Linked DNA regions of Hordeum vulgare: region 2 is linked to region 1. A link is a contact called in public Hi-C data. All regions are on one chromosome and are shown on one strand. The core of a region is the stretch at or near the end of the contact, and the rest is flanking DNA. Distances in the headings are between cores, read along the strand shown. Region 1 holds the start of LOC123428404 (polyamine oxidase 5). Region 2 has its middle 35 kb from the start of LOC123428404.

Region 1 (3,368 bases), core at 565-3,064:
TGTTCTACACCCATTTCTCTGCTCTAAACTCACCTAGTATCACATATTTAGTACTCCCTCCGTAAAAAATATAAGAGCATTTATATCACTAAAGTAGTGATCCAAACGCTCTTATATTTCTTTACAGAGGGGGTATTTTTCAACCATCTACCTGAACAAGCATGCACATGCCAAAATCTCCACTCAGTGCACTGTGTGGGTTAATTTATACTGACCAATTGTTTGTTAAATCTGCAACTGGTCATAGTTGTCCATTCTAGCATATGAAAAGCCACCTGAATGGGACTGCCCTTTTGGGATTGACAGAACAATCGTTCAGGAATATGCCGTGAGTGATTTATTCCGTCTAGTTGATTACCAACAAGAGAGTTGGAACAATATCAGCCTGACCAATCCCTTGAATTTATTCGATCCGCAGCACTATGGATTAACCGACGCAGAGGCATATGCTATAAAAAAGAAGGCGGACAAGAATGAGGAGCAAATAGACATTGAATGCTGCCCCCCCATTCTGTCTTCTTGCAAACGCAAAAGTGCTTGATTTTTTTCAACTTTTTAGTGGTCTCTGATTTATGGAACCTTGTTCTACATCCCTTTCATGGTTTCACTTGCCCGTCGCCATCACAGCCCCTTTCTTTTTTTTTACATGTAACATCCTCTGTTTCTATGACGATTCACCGGTTTGCTTGTAAGATTCATTCTTCTAGATTCTCATCGACCGACCAACGCCACTTTTTATGTGTCTACCATACGGCGATTAAGTCACCAAAAATATCTCTTTGTTTCATAAGAATTTTTTTTAGCTCGGCTGATCAATCATACTACTAAGTAAGGCCCATCATTTGTTAAAAAATATCGTCTTTAAGATGATTGGCCCCAGAGATGAGTGGTGGTCCCTTATTATACATCAACATCAAATGAATCTGAGGAACAATTCTGGTCCAATAATTTTTGCCCTTTTGAGCGCTGGAGAAGACACTAAACTGTCACAGACAGGGTCGATTAGCAGCACGATTGGGACGTCAGTCCACTTTCCACGACAGCTACATTTCGCCCGATCAATTTCACAATTAATTAAGTACTAGTTCTACTGGTAATATTTACCCCCACACCGCTGGTACAATTACGTAGTGGAATTAATCAACCCAGTGCGAAACGCTGAGAGGTTTCTTCACACTGACGTAACACTGAACACATCAATCAAAACTGGAAAGAAAATTACTGAACACGAAACAATATCTTTTGAGGAAGGAAACGGGAAAATGACAGGGGGAGTGTTTTGGTCGGGCACGCACCTCCTGCGGCGAAGCCATTCGGCGGCTGGTCCATCCTCGGTCAGACCGACGAGCCCAGCTGCAGCGCGACGGCGACGGCGGCGGCGGGAAGGAGGATCGAGTCGAATCGAAACAGAGACAGAGTGGGAAAGAGATCGATCCGGGCGGGAGGCTAGCAATTAGAGGAGAGGGAGGAGGAGTGGTCGCGGGCGCCACGTATAGGAAGCGAGAGGTAGAAGACGAAGACGAGGAGGCCGTCCATGGGGCCGCCGACGTCGACGCTGGATGCTGCGGTGGTGGTGGTGGTGCTCGGCGCCTCGCGGAGGTCCCCTCTCATACCCAAAACGGCCCGTCACCGGTGACGCCCGCACCGGCGATCCCTTCCTGCGGAGCCACGCCGCCGAGCCCGGACGGGTGAGGTGGTGGTGGAGGAGGAGAGCGCGCGAGGGTGCGTGCGTGGGTGGGAGGGAGAGTGCGGGAGGTGCACGGTTGGCCGAGACGGGTCGGGTTGCGTCGGGTTGGTTGGTGCGGTGCGGGTCTGGTGCGAGGGAGGTTCGTTTTATAGCCAGGCGAGTGGTGGTGTTTTTGCATGTGCGCGCCTGTGGAGTTGCGTTATTGCTGCTGGGACGGCACGATGCCTGTGGCTTATACTACGAGTGGAGTGGAGTGGAGTGTGGTACTACAGTTCAGCCTCGGCAAAGGCGTCCAGCGCTGGCGAGGTGGAGAAGATGATGGCGGAGCTCGGGCTCCGGGAGGAGGATCTAGATGATGTTGTCTATGATGAGAAGGAGGCCCCGCGAGATGTGGCCTGCAGATGGATCGTTATCACTAGGGTGCATATCACTAAACCCTACAGTCAGTTCTGGTTCTTCAAGAACATGAGAGCAGCGTGGGATCTCGCCCACGATTGCAAGGAGGACAACCACTATACAGTGCAATTCTTCTCCTTGGGAGATTGGGAGCGGGTGATGCAAGAAGGCCCCTGGAACTTTCGTGGAGACGCGGTCATTCTCGCTCCATATGATGGCACCACACAACCATCCAAGGTCCCGCTCTACACACTCGATATATGGGTGCAAATTCATGATGTTCTGACAAATACACACACGTGGTTTGAGCTCTGGCAAGTAGAGTTGATGAGGTGCTTTTCATTCAAAAACCCTCTCACGATTTTGCAGGTAATTTTTACCGTGTGTGGGTCAAGATCGACATTCGGAAACCACTCAAGAATGTTGTCTCGATGATCAGACATGGTGAGCGGCAGATTTACAGGGTGAGGTACGAATAACTACCTGATTGTTGTGCGGTGTGTGGGCATCTTGGCCATGTATACAAGGAACATGGAGATGGAGTTCCCTCACGATCGGTGATGTTCTTTAAAGACCTTCGAGCTTCATGGGCAATGCGGACAGGCTATGGCCCCGGAGGGGGATGTGGACGCAAAGGAGGTAGAGGGCGCGCGCTGGCTACTCGAACTCTGGATGTGGTTCACAGGGAGGTCCGCGAGGACAACTTCTAGGAGGACAATGACATAGATATGTTGGAGTCGAACCGGAAAAGGGGTGATAGGGTAGATACGAGCATAGAGAACATGCAGCAGCCGCTCCTTGACCCGAGCACTGATCAACTTGCTATTGTGCCACAGGGCTTAAACCCTCAAAGCCCCCCTCCCAATAGGGACTTGAGAAATCGGGGACTACAACTGGGAAGGAACCCATTGTTGGAGCGGTAAAACAAAGTTTGGCGGGCCCTGTCAAAGGGCACCGCCGGACCCAATGAGTATTATCAGCTGGAACTGTCGTGGCGCGGGCAACGCGGCGATAGTTCGAGAGATTCGCGACATCGCGAAGAACTTTGCCCTACCTTCATGTGTATTGTTGAAACTCAAATTGATAGAGTGAGGGTGGAAATTTTAACTGGTACTCTAGGCTTTGATAATGATTTTGCTCTAAGTAGCCACGGTAGAAGTGGTGGACTAGGCACTTTCTGGTCACCGGTTTTAAATATGTTGAGTTGTCATATTTTTGCACGTAATCGCCTAAAAAAGTTGTTTGTGCTTGCCACTTTGATTATGTTGAGATGTCATATTTATAC
Region 2 (3,368 bases), core at 614-3,113, 36 kb after region 1:
CGGTGATCCGCCGGTGCTCACAACCGTACAACGTACGTGACGCCAAAGTCACCACCTGGGTGGTGCCGGCCCCTACGTACGTAGCTTGGAACACGATCTGCGTGGTTGTTGCGTGGGCAATGCATGAACACGTACGTACAGGTAGATATTTTGAGCTAGGACTAGGAGGAAAAGCAAGGCAGAGGACAGGAGTACCGGCACGCCCATACCCATACCCAGATTTGCCAGCCAAAAGACCCGGAGCTAGAGCTAGCTTCCATGGACCACTCCGGCCGGCCCCTGCATGACCGCCGGCTAGGCCTGTATATGGGCATCAAGGACGTGTACTAGCTGGTATCCGTAGGGTATATTCCCGTACCGTGCTTGTTTTTTCTTTCTTGGCAAAGTCTATAGGAGCATCTGTCTAGACTCTAGAGTAGGAGCAATGCTACATCTACATAAATGTTTACGTACGTTTACGGGATAGTCTGATTTGATAATCATTGATTGGATTAAGAGGAGAGTGAGGCCCACCCACCCCTGAAAATCAGGAGGACATGTTTAGATTAGTTGGAAGGTTTAGTAAACATAAGTAAGATTTAGTAGGTCTAGCATTTTTGCTAGAGTAGTGCTACTAGAATCCAAGCGAGAAAGAAGAGATAGTAGCGGAAATGCAGTAGACGCTTTTCCACAAGTCTACCCGGCGAGGAGTCTACCAACCAACCAACCAAGCAACCAACGCTCATTCTTTATGGATCATCAATCGATCTACAAAGTGACGTGTTGAATCGGCTACCCGTCAGGACATATCCTATGCTATGAGTGACGAATGGTGGACGCGACCAAGCATACCAGTCCACATGCGTGATTTCGGCCGTCCATCAGCCACCAGCTACATGCTCTCAGGTCTGGTACAGGTAGTATATGTGAACTGTATACTAGCATATCTCGACCGAAACCAGTCTGTTAGTGGAGCCAAATGCTGGGAAAGTTAGCACGTGATGGTGCCAATTTGCCATGTTGAGTGGCGGACCCAATTATAGAGTAGAGTTGAGAGAGGGGAGAGCCCTGCGGCAGCCGGAAGCTGGGTCGGTTGTCTCTTTGCTCTGTCCTGCAGATTCCCGCTCCCCCTCGCCGTCAACCCACCGCAGCCATACCACGCAAAATATCTTGGCGCACCCATAGTTTAAAAAACTGAACCAAAAGATTATCGGTTCAGATTCTTATCTGTCGGACCATCGGTTTATCGATTTGATTATAAGTTTTTTAAGCAATAAAATAAATGTTAAATAATATATGCGTTAATATAGTACTTCATTCGTCTTAATTTTTTTGTCTTAGGTTTGTCTAGAAATGAATGTATCTAGATACTAAAACGTGAGTCCATACATTCATATTTAGACAAATCTAAGATAAAAAATTTGGGACGAAGGGAATATGAAATAATGGTCAGATAAAATTATTTTTATGTAGTGGACAACAAAATAGCATAACCTAGTTGGATATAATGTCGTGGGCAGGCCTCGCGTATTGCTCACACGACGTGGGATTGAATCTTACTTTTTCCAATTTCTATTAAAATATTTTTCTGTTTTTTCTGATTTAATTACTCGGTTTTTCACAGGTTTTTAGAAAACCGGCCGGTTTGACTGGTTTTCTCTGGTCCTATTGTAGAATGGTATTATTAGCTTAAAAACTCGATTAGACTGTCGGTTTCGATTTTTTCCGGTTCAATCCGGTTTTTATACTAGCCACACACCAGGGACAGAATTGTGCAGTCAAACTAGTGCAAAAGACATGACCAAAGGTCCAGGGCCTGGGCCCGAGCAACTAGTGCTGTCGAGCCAGTCGCCTGCAGGCAGTGCTGTCGTCGAGCCAGTCCCAGGCAGTGATGTCGTCGAGCCAGTCACCTGCAGGCAGTGCAGTCGCTGGCTCACTGTACACAACACTGCGAGGCGGGGCCACGATTTCTTTATACGGGGGACGACGTCCTGATTGAGCTGGCCACGGCGAATGAATGGTGAGTTTATTCCGCCTCGGCTAAGCCGAAGAGAAAGATGAGGGCGTACGTGTTTGGAACAATGGCCTTTGAACGGAACTGAATTTCGAGGCACAAAGATCTACGTCACCACTTTTATTGATGCGTATATAGACATGGATTGCTCAATAAAAAGACTGGTATTAGTTTCAAAACTAAGAGCATCTCTACCACACACCATAAAAATGCTGAATTTCAATCTGCATAATTTCGACGAGTATATAAGTTTGGTCCGTTTTTTCTTGCCATGACAAACACCGTATCGTGGATCCAGCCCGTAATTTTTTTACCGTGGTCCGGAAAAAGGCCCCCTCCACACCGCTCGGATATGGGTCAAATCATATCCGCCTCCACCGCCACTCCGCCGCGATTCCTCTCCCACTCCAGCTAATTTGTCACCGCCGCCGAACCCAAAAAACCCTAGCGCCTCATGGACGGACACGGAAATGGTGGAGATGACGCGGAGCACCGCCACCGCCGCATCTCCGATGCCGCATGCAAGCGTGATGCGCGGAGATGGCTCAACTATGGTAGCTGCCCGCCGCGAGCTCGCGGTCCGACGCCATGTCTCCTCCGGCTCCTGTGCCGCTGTGAGCTCGTCCGCGGGCACCTCGAGCTCGTGGCGGATCACTCCAGTCAAGAGAAACCGAATGATCTCGGGCTGCTCGTCGTCAAGCTCGAGGCCGACGCGGACCCGTCGTGTCGAGGCGTCATCGACCTTGAAGACTACCTCCCCCGGGGGCAAGAGGACCACCTCGTGCACTCCATCATGAAGCGCTCGGTGAGGAAGGTGAAGGAGGCCGACGCGCGCATCCGCTGCGAGCTCGAGATCGAGGAGATCTTCGAACAGGGCTTCGCCGCGTCGTAGGCACATGCGTCCAAGGAGAGGGATATGCGCGTCATGAAGGACGAACATGCCAAGGTCTGGATCGATCTTGACTCTGACGAGGACTGAGCTTCTACGGCTCCGTCATGTCATCGACGTGCATCCTTCGTTTTTGATAGCCTAGGCTTGGGTACGTTACACGGCCCGCAGATCCCTCTCTTATGTAGTACTGTGATGTAGTTTGATGAAGACCTATCTATGATATATATGATGAATGTCTTCGCAAGCTTATCTCGTGAATGTTTTTTTTTTTAATTTTACAGTTTCATATATTGGGTTTGATCTTCAACGCATGAATTCGTTTTGCAAATCTGCTCTGCAACGAACTATAAACATATTTTACGAATTGACATTATACGTGATATGTTAGAGGTGCTCTAACACTAATAATAGTACGACAAATTGGCTGCTATACAAAAAGGATTGGTTACCGAATTACATCCCATTCGTTGTTTAGGTGAGAGG

Evidence for each region. Hi-C and Micro-C count contacts between places; a contact is called where the count stands out from the background.
Region 2: a contact with region 1 is called in a Hi-C map of leaf, with 2.6 times the contacts expected there. The contact joins the enhancer-like site here to the promoter of LOC123428404 in region 1. A contact is called at or near these places in 2 of 6 Hi-C or Micro-C datasets (leaf and seedling).

Annotation. Positions count from the first base shown.
Region 1 is chr2H:650,906,271-650,909,638 of MorexV3_pseudomolecules_assembly, forward strand. LOC123428404 (polyamine oxidase 5) reads right to left here and starts at 1,815. Exons shown (of 10, transcript XM_045112598.1): 1 at 1,296-1,815. The coding sequence starts at 1,329.
Region 2 is chr2H:650,941,803-650,945,170 of MorexV3_pseudomolecules_assembly, forward strand. No RefSeq gene overlaps it. Among protein-coding and RNA genes, the nearest start is that of LOC123428404, 35 kb to the left of the region's middle. Within about 2 kb of position 1,864, at least 3 of the 3 cell types and tissues checked have open chromatin away from gene starts, as enhancers often do. A contact at or near this core is called in leaf and seedling, where this site is marked.